3 separate regions of the Mus musculus genome follow, and all the other regions are linked to region 1. A link is a contact called in public HiChIP or PLAC-seq data. All regions are on one chromosome and are shown on one strand. The core of a region is the stretch at or near the end of the contact, and the rest is flanking DNA. Distances in the headings are between cores, read along the strand shown. Region 1 has its middle 37 kb from the start of Ephx1. Region 2 holds the start of Wdr26 (WD repeat domain 26). Region 3 overlaps Cnih4 (cornichon family AMPA receptor auxiliary protein 4).

Region 1 (3,873 bases), core at 1,024-3,523:
AGAATATTGCATCTCTATGGGCTGCCATTCTAATTTCTCAGGCCTTTGTGAATTTTTATCATCTGGAACGACCTTTTCTGCTGTTGCTGTAGGATCCAGACTGGGCTTAAAGGTGGCCACTCCCACACTTCTTTCCCCTTCTGGTGCCTTCCACTAATAGCTCCTCCTCCTCCTCTTCCTCCTCCTCATCTTCTTCTCCCTCTTCTTCTCTTCCTCTTCTTCCTCCCCCCTGCTCTTTGTTTAGACAGGCTTTCTCTGTGTAGCCTTGGCTGTCTCTGTGACAGCCAAAAAAAACTAATGTTTCTCTATGCTTATATCCAATGATTTGGCTAAGTCATATTTTAGTTTTTTTTGAGGAAATTTTCTTCATACTGACTTCCATGGTGGCTGCATTAGTTCACATTTCAGTCCACAGTGTATAAAGATCCCTTGTCAGTTTTGACTGTTGTTTCCTGGGCTGTTAAAGAATATTCAGTTCCATAAATTACAGCTTCTTCATGAATCTGCATGCATTGCTGACTATCACACCTTTGAGACCCAGCCTCCAGCAGGTCAACACTGGCTCCTCTTCCAAGATAATCTAGAATACCGCTTACTACCTGCTGTAAAATAAGGAGTGGAGGTTGCTGAACTAACACACTATAGTCAAACCTGCTCTGTAGTCTGAGATCATGAGTCTCAAGGGCCCGTCCTTGAGTGAAGTACTAATATTCTCATCTTAATTAGAACATAGAGAAGAAATTGAGTTTTCACACTAGATCTGTTACCTTGCCCTCCACTCTAGCTTCACTGGGGCTTATTGAAGATGGTACTTTCCAAGAAACATCACCCCATGGCAGCCTCAAACTGAGGAGAGTATTAGAATATACTATGTTGAACCATGTATGCACACTCACGATGAAGCTACTCATGATGAGACTTAGGGAGACATTAGTAACAACTAATGATTCCGTTGAGTGTTAGCACTCTCTTCTGTACAGTGTTGCTGGCAGCGCTGGACCTGAGCTTTGGGTCTATTATTAAATGGAGTCAGGCTTAGACACAGCTCTGAGGTACTGTGATAATTGCCTCACAGCTGAGCACTGCTAGGTGACTAACAGGCACCTAGTATATACAGTTTGACGCAGTGGACTAAGGAGTAGCTTATGATGTGGGGGGCGGGGGAGGGCAGGACATGCTATCGTGACATTCTGAATGGCACACAGTTTTAAATGATAAATGATTTCTGAAGTTTCAGGTTGCAGTTTTCCCACACATAACCAAAGCTCCACACAAAAGGAGACCACTGGGCAAAGCTGGCATGGGCCATCCTCACACCCTGGATGCCCTTTCTTTAGATGGGGCTTCAGCAATGATCTCTGTATCTGGTCTCTGGGTCACTGCGGTTCAGTTTGCTGTCTGAAGTCCAGAGTGTGACTGCCATGTGCACACAGCAGATTAGCTGAGTCATTGGGACTGTGCAGTGTACAAAGGGAGAGGGGTGGGGACTCGTGCTCAGTCTGTCCTGACTCTCCCAAGGGCTCTGGATGCTATTGTGTACAGAGCCCCATGGGCCTGCTGCTTCAAGAAGGCTCAAGGTGCCAGCACTGAGCCATGGTGCACAGCAGAGCATGCTGGGATAATTATGCCCAGGAAAGGGGAAAGGCCTGGTTTGTGTCCCCAAGAAAAACAACAGCAGTGTTTCGGTCTCTCCCTGCAGCAGCCAGGTAGGGGCTGATTTTCTAGTTCCCTGGGCAGGTTGGCCATCTTTCCTGATGCTCCTACTTGCTACTCTCCTGATGATGTCATGCAGAGCTGTTCTTGGTTGCTTCCAGGACCTGAGAGCTGGGTCTGAAATGACAGTGGCTGTCTGTGCTGGCTGTAGTGCAGGCACTGGGGACCGTGACAGGAGCTGAGGGGACATAGTCTCACCTTCTGGAAACAGGTTCTGCTATGTGTTGAGCTTCAGGCTGAGTGAACTGCATGAACCTGCCCTGCAGCCAGGGCGCTTGCTCCCCAAGTTCCCACGGCCCCTACACAAACCCAGCCTCTGATATTAAGAATTACATGAGACTTCTCTTACAGTTTAAAGCTTAGGCCTTTGGCTGGGGCAGTCTCCCAGCTAGCTCATGTAACTTAAACTATCTTGCCATGTGGGTGCCTCCGTACCTCTCTACTCAGGACCACACTTGAGGCTGCCACCCTACCTGTCACCAGGGGCACCCTGTGTGGAGAACAGAGAGGTGGAGATACCTACAGGACAAGTGTCTGGTTCAGGTTAGTGACACAGAGGATTCAAAACTCAGCAGCTCCCCCTACAGTCAGGGAATCTCCAGGACAGTGAGCAACCTTCATTGCAGAAGAGCAGAGCCTCTCCCCCAGGCCCTGTACAGACTTGTAGGTTAGGATTGCAGGGCCAGTTGGAGAGAGATGAGGGAAAGGCTGGGAGCCATCCCTTCTCTGTGGTTCTAGAAGCTGCACCACGCACAGAGTTTGAGTCCTGTTCCTAAGCCTGGCGCAGGCTTTTGCTCTGACCCCCAGTCCCAGGGCTGTGCCTTCTTTCCCTGTTTGGTGACATAGAAAGCACCAATCTCAGAGCTGTGGGCAGGAAGAGAGAGTGAAACAGGACAGGAACACTGTTCTGTCACTGCTCTCAGCTCAGCACCCACAACAGCTGGATAGCTTTGAAGAAACGGGTGTGAGATGAACAAGCCCTAACGATGTGTACAGAGGCCTGTGCCAGAGAAAGCATCTGCTTTGTCTAGAGGGAAAATGACCCCGAATGTGCACCTTGGGCCCTGAAGAGCTAGTGAGCAAGCGTCTACCGGGTGGGCGAAGGGACCGAGGCATAGAGAAAAGCTGTAGCCTCCCCTCCCCCAGCCTTAATGGTTCCACTATTTACACCTGGATGGAGCTAGCCGCTCAATCGTTCTGCCACACCCACTGCTGGAGCCCGCTTTGCTGTTCCGAAGCCATCACGTGTTCACTTGCAACCTTACTCCAAGATTCTTTGGCGGGAATCGGGTCCCTCCCCCTCCTTCATAACTGAGTGTCGGAAATAAAAAATTGAGCTTTGATCAGAATCTGCTTTGACTTAGCTACATTTCTTTCTCTCGTCGCCTAGTCCCTCTTCTCTTCCAGGTTTCCAAAATGCCTTTCCAGGCTCGAACCCAGACCTGTGATCTGCTGGCCGGACACGACAAAAAGCCATTTAAATGCAAGTCGAGTTTGACTTGTGCAGAGGCCTGAGCAGGTCACAGGATCACAGATCAAGGACAGGTGGCAAAACCATTCCTTTGGGGAGGTCACCAAGAGCCTGGACAAGTCCTCGCCCTGAGTCTGCTTACTCAGCAGGATCCATGAACCCCACTGGGTGCCTGGCAAGGACTTGGCACGCTCCTGGCACCAATGCCTGCAGCACCTTCAGTCTCTGCCCCGGCATGAGAAGCATGGATGTCCTAGCAGTGTCAGCCCGGAGCTCCGTCATTAAACTACCTCATGCTTTTACATCAAGATGGTCGTCTGTTCGTGATTCTTGGGTGCGCGCCGAACGGAAATTGAGTGGGGGTTTCCCCACTAGGTTCTTTCAACAGACAGGTAGTTTTGGGTCCAGAAAGAAGACTCATACCCCAGGCTGGAAGTGGTGGATGTGGGAAGTGGGAAGATATAATCAGGTGAAAGGTAATGGGGCTCTTGACACAGCTCCAGTCCATGGAATTCATGTTTGATTTAGTCATGGGTATATTCTTCCTTCCAAGAAAGCGTCAACACCTAAGTTCTTCCTATTTTCCATTTCATAGGAATATTTCTGTCATGCCCCCTTAGCCCTCAACACTCCAGGATCTCCCTGCCTCTGCTCCATTAGGGAAAGCAGAGCAGAGGAAATCAATGTTC
Region 2 (3,873 bases), core at 500-2,999, 230 kb before region 1:
GGCTACTCTGAGGTGAAAAGCTGAGATGTGCGCACTGAGCCTGGATGGTGATGAAGTCCTAGTCATTGCTCCTCTCCTCTCCCCCTTTGTTAAGGAGTGGAAACCTGGCCTATAGTTAAATGGTCCTTTTCTTTATAAAAGCTACAGACTTTACTCAAACTAAGCTCCTGACTTGATCCACCTGAAGGTTGCTAGGAACCAGTAGATTACGATAAACCATTTTTCAGAAAGTAAATTTTGCCTAAACACTAACAACCTTCATGATAATGAGATTTCTAAAGTTGCTGTACAGGGCTCTATGAGGGCATTGACTATCTAGTAATTCTGGCTCTGCTGGATATACTGTCTGTGCCCTATGAACCTCAGCTAAAATGAAGGTCTGTCTCAGGTGAATACAAACACCGTATGTGAGTCACTTTGCAATTACAGCTGACACCTGAAAGCATATTTAAAGCATGACAGCCACAATGCTAGATCTCTGTAAGACTGCCCTGGTCTCTGTCTCTCTTCCCAGTCTCAAGATGAAGAGAGCTCAGGATTCTTGACAAATCATAGGCTAATTTTTATTACACTTCTAAATTTAAAAAAGGCTGTCCCCAAAGACCTAAAAATTACTGAGCTGTGAGTGTTGTAAATTTCAGAGACATAAGATGTATTGCTTAAGGCTGTTGGGTCTGTTTGTTTGGTCTTTTTGTTGTTGTTTTCCTCCCAAATGGAAGTCACGTCAGGAAAAATATCTGTCCACACCAGGTCTACATGCTACGACCCAAGTCCATGAAACTGACTAGGGCCCCATGGACCATTTGCCACAGAGTAACATAGTTACTCAGTTCTCTGCTGCTGTGTTTCTCCACTCAAGAAAGCCGTTTAAAGCGCTGGGACAGTGAAACTCCGGCCACTTGAAAATTTCAAACCAGAATCTGAAACGGTGCCCCAATCCCACCCCTCGGTCAGAGGTACAGGAACCAGGAACAAGACATCTGAGCGAGCACTTAAAAGAAAGACAAAACAAACCTAGTAAAACTCCAAAGCAAAGCGCCTCTACACACCCTCAGCCTTTGAAACGTCTTGCCCCCACGAGTTGTTGTTTTTCCTCCCAGAGGGAAGGCAGTTTACGGCCGACTTCGCCTTCCCAGGGTGGAGCACACTCAGCTCTGCTGTCATCTCCCTTGTCCTGGACTGACACGGATACAACTGTGTGTGGTGCTTGGCTGTGCAAGTTCAAGTGTTTCCACCCTAAACCGAGGCAGTGGTTAAATCCTGAGTGCAGAGCAAGAAGCCGGTGGCCAGGGGCCTAGCACACCCTTGTGCTCGAAGTCACAAGCTGCAAAACCAGGCCGCCGGCGGCCCCACCCTGGCCCGTGCCAGTGCGTCTGCGGCCCCCTCCACGCCGGCCGCTCGCTCCTTTCTGGGTCACTCAGGGTGCAGGGCGAGGACGTGATCTCCGCCTCCCACCCTGCAGGGCCCCGGAGCGAGGCTGCGAACTTACTGCAGGCCGAGCTCGCACGCCTGACCCGGGGAGCCAGGGCGGCCTCGCACAGGCGGGCCAGGTCGTGCTGAGTCGCGCCTCCCCGCCGGGGCCGGACCCCCACCCCCGGCCGCCCTCGCCTTCACCCCACGGCCTCACCCCGGCCGCCGGACACACACGTGCCGGGTGACAGCCCCCTATAGGTTCCATACCTGCTGCCGGAAGTGAGCGAGGAGGGCAGTATAGGCATTTCCTGTGACGCCAGCGCCCGGACTCCATTAGACAGCAGCTGGGGGAAGAATCAACACACCAGGGAGCGGAGCGGCGCGGACCCAGCACCGAGGCGGCCGCTGCCTCCGCCGCCGCCTCCGCCGCCGCCGTCCGGGCTCCCAGCTTCGGGCCCGCGCCCCCCCCAGTGCCCGCGAGCCCCCGGGCCGCGCCGCGAGCGCCTCCGGAGGGGGGGGGAAGGGCCCGGTCCTCCTTCTCCCCCTCCTCCCGCCCCGCCGACCCCCGCCGCGCCCCGCCGGCCTCCCACCACGGCCTCTCTCGGCGAGGAAACTCTGGCCTCCGCTTCCTCCTCCTCCGACTCGGACGCCGGCGGAGCCTCCCCGCCCCCGCGAAAGAAGCCCCGAGCCTCGGCGGCGGAGGGAGCAGGAGAGCCCGGGGCCTCGGCGGGCCGAGCAGGCCTCCCCCCCCCGCCCTCGCCCTCGCCGGCCGCCTCCTCCTCCTCCTCCTCCGTGGTGGTGGTGGTGGGACTGCCTCCGGCCGCCCCCGCCGCCCCGCAGCGGAGCAGCGGCCACAGCCTGGTCAGCGGCGGCACCATGCAGGCCAACGGGGCGGGAGGAGGCGGCGGCGGGGGCGGCGGGGGCCAGGGCCAGACCCCGGAGCTCGCCTGCCTGTCGGCGCAGAACGGGGAGTCGTCCCCTTCGGCGACGTCCGCGGGGGACCTGGCCCACGCCAACGGGCTCCTGCCTGCCGCCCCCTCCGCCGCTGGCAACAATAGCAACAGCCTGAGTGTCAATAACGGGGTTCCCGGCGGGGCCGCCGCGGCCTCCGCCACCGCCGCCGCCGCCCAGGCCACCCCCGAGCTGGGCAGCAGCCTCAAGAAGAAGAAGCGGCTCTCGCAGTCCGATGAGGATGTCATTAGGCTCATAGGACAGCACCTCAATGGCCTAGGGCTCAAGTAAGTGTCCGTCCTACAACTGGTGAGGGCCAGGCCGGGGCCGAGCGGCCGGGTGGGTTGCGGGGACCCCGGGGCCCAGTGCGCAGGAGGCCGGGGACAGACAGCCCTGGGGGGGGGGGCGGTGGAGGGGAGGTCTAGGAAAGGGAATCGGCCCGATGTCTTAAGGCCAGCCGAGCCGCCTGGGCTGGGGAGGGGTAGTGGAAACCCAGGGCGACCCCTCCCCGCGCACCTCCAGAGCAGGATTGTCTGTCCGGGAAGGCGGACACCGAGGTTGTTTATGCTGGGGGAGGGGTGGATCAGAGCGGTGGAAATAATGAACCTTGGAGGATTTGTTTTTCAAGTGTGTCTCAGAGGCATCTTTGTGGGACACCTCCCCACCCCCACCCCTGACCGACAGCAGCCCAGGCAAACTACCAATCAGGAAGGACAGTCGCCTACAAGTGTTTATGGGAACTAAGGGGCTGGCATAATTTGGAAAGAGGCTGTCGAGTAAATCTGATGGGAATAATGAAGTCAGATACCCAGTGGAAGTCATGCAGACAGAGGCCGTGTGTGTGTGTGTGTGTGTGTGTGTGTGTGTGTGTGTGTGTACACACTAGAGGCCTAGCACTAGTAAAATCCCACTTCAAAACCCAGAAGGTTTTCTTTTGAAAATGTGATGTCAGGTCTGGTGAATCATTGGTTTTCAAATACAGTTTGGGTGGTCATTAATGTAGGGTGAAGGTAGACAGCGGGTCCAACCAAAACGCATCTGTTTTGAACACACAGGAAAGAAAAGCTGAGGGAGTTGAGGTAGGGTTGGTGGGAGTGTCCTGGAGCTGAGTGAAGGTGGCAGAGCCAGGAGCTGACAGTAAACAAGCAACAGTTTCTTAGAGTCAAGGCGAATTTGAAGGCAACCAGACCAGGGATTTTGGTTTTGTTTGGTTTTGCTTTGTGTGTGTGTGTGTGTGTGTGTGTGTGTGTGTGTGGAGAGAGAGAGAGAGAGAGAGAGAGAGAGAGCGCACCCGTGCATTGGTTGGGAAAGGGGCAGATCTGCATTTTCTCAGTGACAGAAGTATTTCCACTCCCAAGCTGATAATTGCACTGTTGAGCTGAAAAATGGGGAGCGCTAAAGAAACACCGAACCAAACCATGAACAGCTCCCAGAGAAAAATCCAGAAAGGTTTCACTTTAGTCCCCAAGGAAAAGGAAAAGTGTGAAAATAAATTTTGTGAATGCTAAC
Region 3 (3,873 bases), core at 919-3,418, 180 kb before region 1:
AGAGTCCTAGAATAGGCCTCAGACGAGTGCTCAGATGAAGGACGGCCTCGAACGTTTTCACTCAAACAGTACACACACGGAGATGAGAGGGGGAGAGTAAAATTTAAAACCAATTTGTGGCTGTCATTAAAAAACAAATAGGGGCTTGAGAGATGGCTCAGCAGTTAAGAGCACTTACTGCTCTTCCAGAGGACCATGTAGGTGGCTCACAGAAGCTACTGGAACTCCAGGGGGTTAATGCCTCCGGCCTCCACGGGCACCGCACTCATGTGCATGAGCGAGCCTTTAATCCCAGCACTTGGGAGGCAGAGGCAGGTGGATCTCTGAGTTTGAGGCCAGCCTGGTCTACAGAGTGAGTTCCAGAACAGCCAGAGCTACACAGAGAAACCCTGTCTCGAAAAATCAAAAAAAAGTAGGCACATGCCCTTTTCTCAGCACTCAGGAGGCAGAGGCTTGCAGATCTCTGTGAGTTTAAGAGAGACTCGGTATAAATAATAATACTAATGGTGACTCATGGCTGGCCTGGCCTCTGAAGCACCTTCTTTGGGTAGCTGACCTTAACTCAGTGCAGTTGTGAGGTCTCCTTCCACAGCCCATCCTGCTCCTATGTGGCCTAGCGTACAAGCGGTTCTTGGTCTGTGAGCTGTGAGGATAAGACCCAGGCGTCTTCTCCCTCATTCTCTGTACTACCACAGACTACAACTGCCAAGCTGAATACTTCGGGATTGATACTGCTCCTTCTTGTCACTTGAGGTGACATCAGGACAGGAAATACTCAAGAAAAATCACCTCAGTTAAAAATGAAATAAAGGGGGCTGGAGAGATGGCTCAGCAGTTAAGAACACTGGCTGTTCTTCCAGAGGTCCGAGTTCAATTCCCAGCAACTACATGGTGGCTCACAACCATCTCTAATGGGATCTGATGCTCTCTTCTGGTGTTATCTGAAAACAGTTTCAGTATATTCACATAAAAAAAATTTTTTTTTAAAGAAAAAGAAAAAAAAAAAAAAGCTGGGGGGGTGGTGGCGCACCCCTTTAATCCTAGAACTTGGGAGGCAGAGGCAGGCGGATTTCTGAGTTCGAGGCCAGCCTGGTCTACAGAGTGAGTTCCAGGAAACCCTGTCTGGAAAAACCAAAACCAAAACCAAAACCAAAACCAAAACCAAAACCAAGGAAGGAAGGAAGGAAAAGAAAGAAAAGAAAAAGAAAAAAACCGGGCATGGTGGCGCACGCCTTTAATCCTAGAACTTGGGAGGCAGAGGCAGGCAGATTTCTGAGTTCGAGGCCAGCCTGATCTACAGAGTGAGTTCCAGGACTGCCAGGGCTACACAGAGAAACCCTGTTTCGAAAAACAAAAAACATAAAACAAAACAAAAGGGCCTGGAGAGATGGCTCTGGTTAAGACCATCTGCTGCTCTTTCAGAGGACTCGGGTTCAATTCTTAGCACCCACAAGGTAGCTCTCAACTGTCTATAACTCCAGTTCCAGGGGATTCAACACCCTTGCACAGACACATACACAAGAACACCACCAATGCACATAAAAAATAAAAATAAATAATTTTTTACAAATGAGACACAGCCAGGCATGGTGGCGCATACCTTCAATCCCAGCACCTGGGAGGCAGAGGCAGGTGGATCTCTATGAGTTTAAGGCCAGCCTGAAAGTGGGTTCCAGGATACCCAGGACTACACACTGAAACCTTGTCTTGAAAAACAATGAAAATAAACAAAAAAGAGAAATATATCTTATGTGCAAGGATCAACCTTGTTCTTGATCATCTGATCAAGATCAACCTTGACTAACAAATGACTCCAGCGCATGGACAAAACTCAGCCTTACTCAGTTACCAACAGAATAACCAGTCAGGCTCATTAAACACACAGTGTACAGTGCAGGTTAAATGCTGTCGCTGATAATTTGAAGATTTTGAGTTTACTATAGATGATAAACTCAAGCACTTCATAGCACTTAGTTCTTGCTGCAATCCCATGAGGTAAGTTTTAGTGAGAGCCCATGATCAGATGAAAACCCAAGGTACAGAGAGGCTAAGTAAGAAGTGCACCCTAAATCTCACAATAGGTAGTAGAGCCCAGATCCCACTGGGTGAGCAACGTGGCCATCAGATCCAAGGCATGCGCTCCACCCTTCTCTAAAACAATGGGAGCATTTCCCCAAAACTTTACTTCCATTTAAGGATTCCCTGAATGCAAGCTGAGTGAAAGGTACTGGAGCAGGTGTGAGAGAAATGGAAAACCCCTGAAATAAAAGCTGACAATCTGGTGATAAAATCTTTTTTAAACAAAAGCATCCACCCCAACCATTTCAACTACGGATCACATTCAGGGGGTAAGGTAACCACGATGTACCCAAAACAAGAAGCCGACAAAGGCAAACGAGGATAGAAAAGGGGAGGATGCACCCCACAGGGTACAGCAGCCCAGACTAAACAGTGCCTCAGGCTGCCCACTGGTAGCAGTAAGGACCACACCCTAGCCCTGCCCCTAAAGTGCTACGCTCTCTCTCTGTCTCTCTTGTTTTCTTATTTTTGAGATAGGATCTTGCTGTAACTTGGGAACCATGGATCTTACTAAGTAGTCCTGGATGGCACTAATTTGTGATTCTCAGCCTCTCAAATGCTGAGATTAAAGATGTAAACCACTATGCCTGGCTAAAATAATGCTTTACAAACCAGTATCTTGGGGTGGAGACATAGCTCAGTGCTTAAGAGCACTTCTTGTCCTTGAGGAGGACCAAGTTTCAGTTCCCAGCACTTGTATGGCAGCTCATAACTGTAACTCAAGTTCTAGGACATCCCCTTCTCTCTGTCTGTCTGTCTGTCTGTCTGTCTGTCTGTCTGTCTGTCTGTGTACATACATATGTATGCATGTACATATTTTTCCTTCTGGCTTTTTGAAACAGAACAGTGAAACCTCTCAGCTAGACTCTATGAGTAAAGAAGACCAATGGCAGTTTTAAGTATATCAATCACCTCAACAGCTAAGAAATAGGTGGTACACAATGGAGTACTACTCAGCTATTAAAAAGAATGAATTGCCGGGCGTGGTGGCGCACGCCTTTAATCCCAGCACTCGGGAGGCAGAGGCAGGTGGATTTCTGAGTTCGAGGCCAGCCTGGTCTACAAAGTGAGTTCCAGGACAGCCAGGGCTATACAGAGAAACCCTGTCTCAAAAAACAAAAAAACAAAAAAATAAAAAAATAAAAAGAATGAATTTATGAAATTCCTAGGCAAATGGTTGGACCTGGAGGGCATTATCCTGAGTGAGGTAACCCAATCACAAAAGAACTCAAATGATATGTACTCACTGATAAGTGGATATTAGCCCAGAAACTTAGAATACCCAAGATATAGTGTGGTGGTTTGAATATGCTTGGCCCAAGGACTGGCATTGTTAGATGTGGCCTTGTTGGACTCGGTGTGGGCTTTACTACCCTTGTCCTAGCTTCCTGGAAGTCAGTCTTCCATGAGGAGCCTTCAGATGAAGGTGTAGAACTCTCAGCTCCTCCTGCACCATGCCTGCCTGGATGCTGCCATGTCCCTGCCTTGATGATAATGGACTGAACCTCTCAACTTGTAAGCCAGCCCCAATTAAATGTTGTCTTTTCTAAGACTTGCATTGGTCAGGGTGTCTGTTCACAGCAGTAAAACCCTAACTAAGACAGTTAGATCGAACACTAATTTAATGACATAAAAAATGAACACAGCTACAATAAATTCACATAATTTCCAAAAGTGTTACAATGTTAATTCAAAATTCTCCAGTACAGTAATACCTCACAAAACAAAGGCAGGCATGGTATTCAGAATGAAAGCTATTCTAAACTTACCTATAGAGATACATGAAGAAACAGA

What was found. HiChIP or PLAC-seq counts read pairs in DNA pulled down with a chosen protein or histone mark.
Region 2: a contact with region 1 is called in an HNF4G HiChIP or PLAC-seq map of pancreatic cancer cells. The contact joins the promoter of Wdr26 here to the enhancer-like site in region 1. A contact is called at or near these places in 3 of 484 Hi-C or Micro-C datasets (brown adipocytes and embryonic stem cells), 4 of 115 datasets of contacts at active chromatin or transcription factors (the 230-238 cell line, embryonic stem cells, microglia and 1 more) and 2 of 9 other capture datasets (adipose tissue and embryonic stem cells).
Region 3: a contact with region 1 is called in an H3K27ac HiChIP or PLAC-seq map of embryonic stem cells, with 2.4 times the contacts expected there. The contact joins two enhancer-like sites. A contact is called at or near these places in 12 of 39 promoter capture datasets (the 3T3-L1 cell line, the C10 cell line, embryonic stem cells and 7 more), 1 of 15 datasets of contacts at CTCF or cohesin (large pre-B cells), 8 of 484 Hi-C or Micro-C datasets (CD8 T cells, the G1E-ER4 cell line, Th2 cells and 4 more), 6 of 115 datasets of contacts at active chromatin or transcription factors (the 230-238 cell line, embryonic forebrain, embryonic stem cells and 2 more) and 3 of 9 other capture datasets (adipose tissue, embryonic stem cells and liver).

Annotation. Positions count from the first base shown.
Region 1 is chr1:180,979,086-180,982,958 of GRCm38.p6, reverse strand. No RefSeq gene overlaps it. Among named protein-coding and RNA genes, the nearest start is that of Ephx1, 37 kb to the left of the region's middle. Within about 2 kb of position 2,273, at least 24 of the 459 cell types and tissues checked have an H3K27ac peak or open chromatin away from gene starts, as enhancers often do. A contact at or near this core is called in embryonic stem cells and pancreatic cancer cells, where this site is marked.
Region 2 is chr1:181,209,854-181,213,726 of GRCm38.p6, reverse strand. Wdr26 (WD repeat domain 26) reads left to right here and starts at 1,749. Exons shown (of 14, transcript NM_145514.5): 1 at 1,749-2,651. The coding sequence starts at 2,290. It overlaps Gm38664, which reads right to left and starts at 2,291. Exons shown (of 6, transcript XM_011238899.2): 1 at 2,228-2,291; 2 at 1,681-1,917. The coding sequence starts at 2,291.
Region 3 is chr1:181,162,191-181,166,063 of GRCm38.p6, reverse strand. It overlaps Cnih4 (cornichon family AMPA receptor auxiliary protein 4), which reads right to left. Exons shown (of 5, transcript NM_030131.3): 4 at 3,849-3,873. Among named protein-coding and RNA genes, the nearest start is that of Cnih4, 13 kb to the right of the region's middle. Within about 2 kb of position 2,168, at least 5 of the 459 cell types and tissues checked have an H3K27ac peak or open chromatin away from gene starts, as enhancers often do. A contact at or near this core is called in embryonic stem cells, where this site is marked.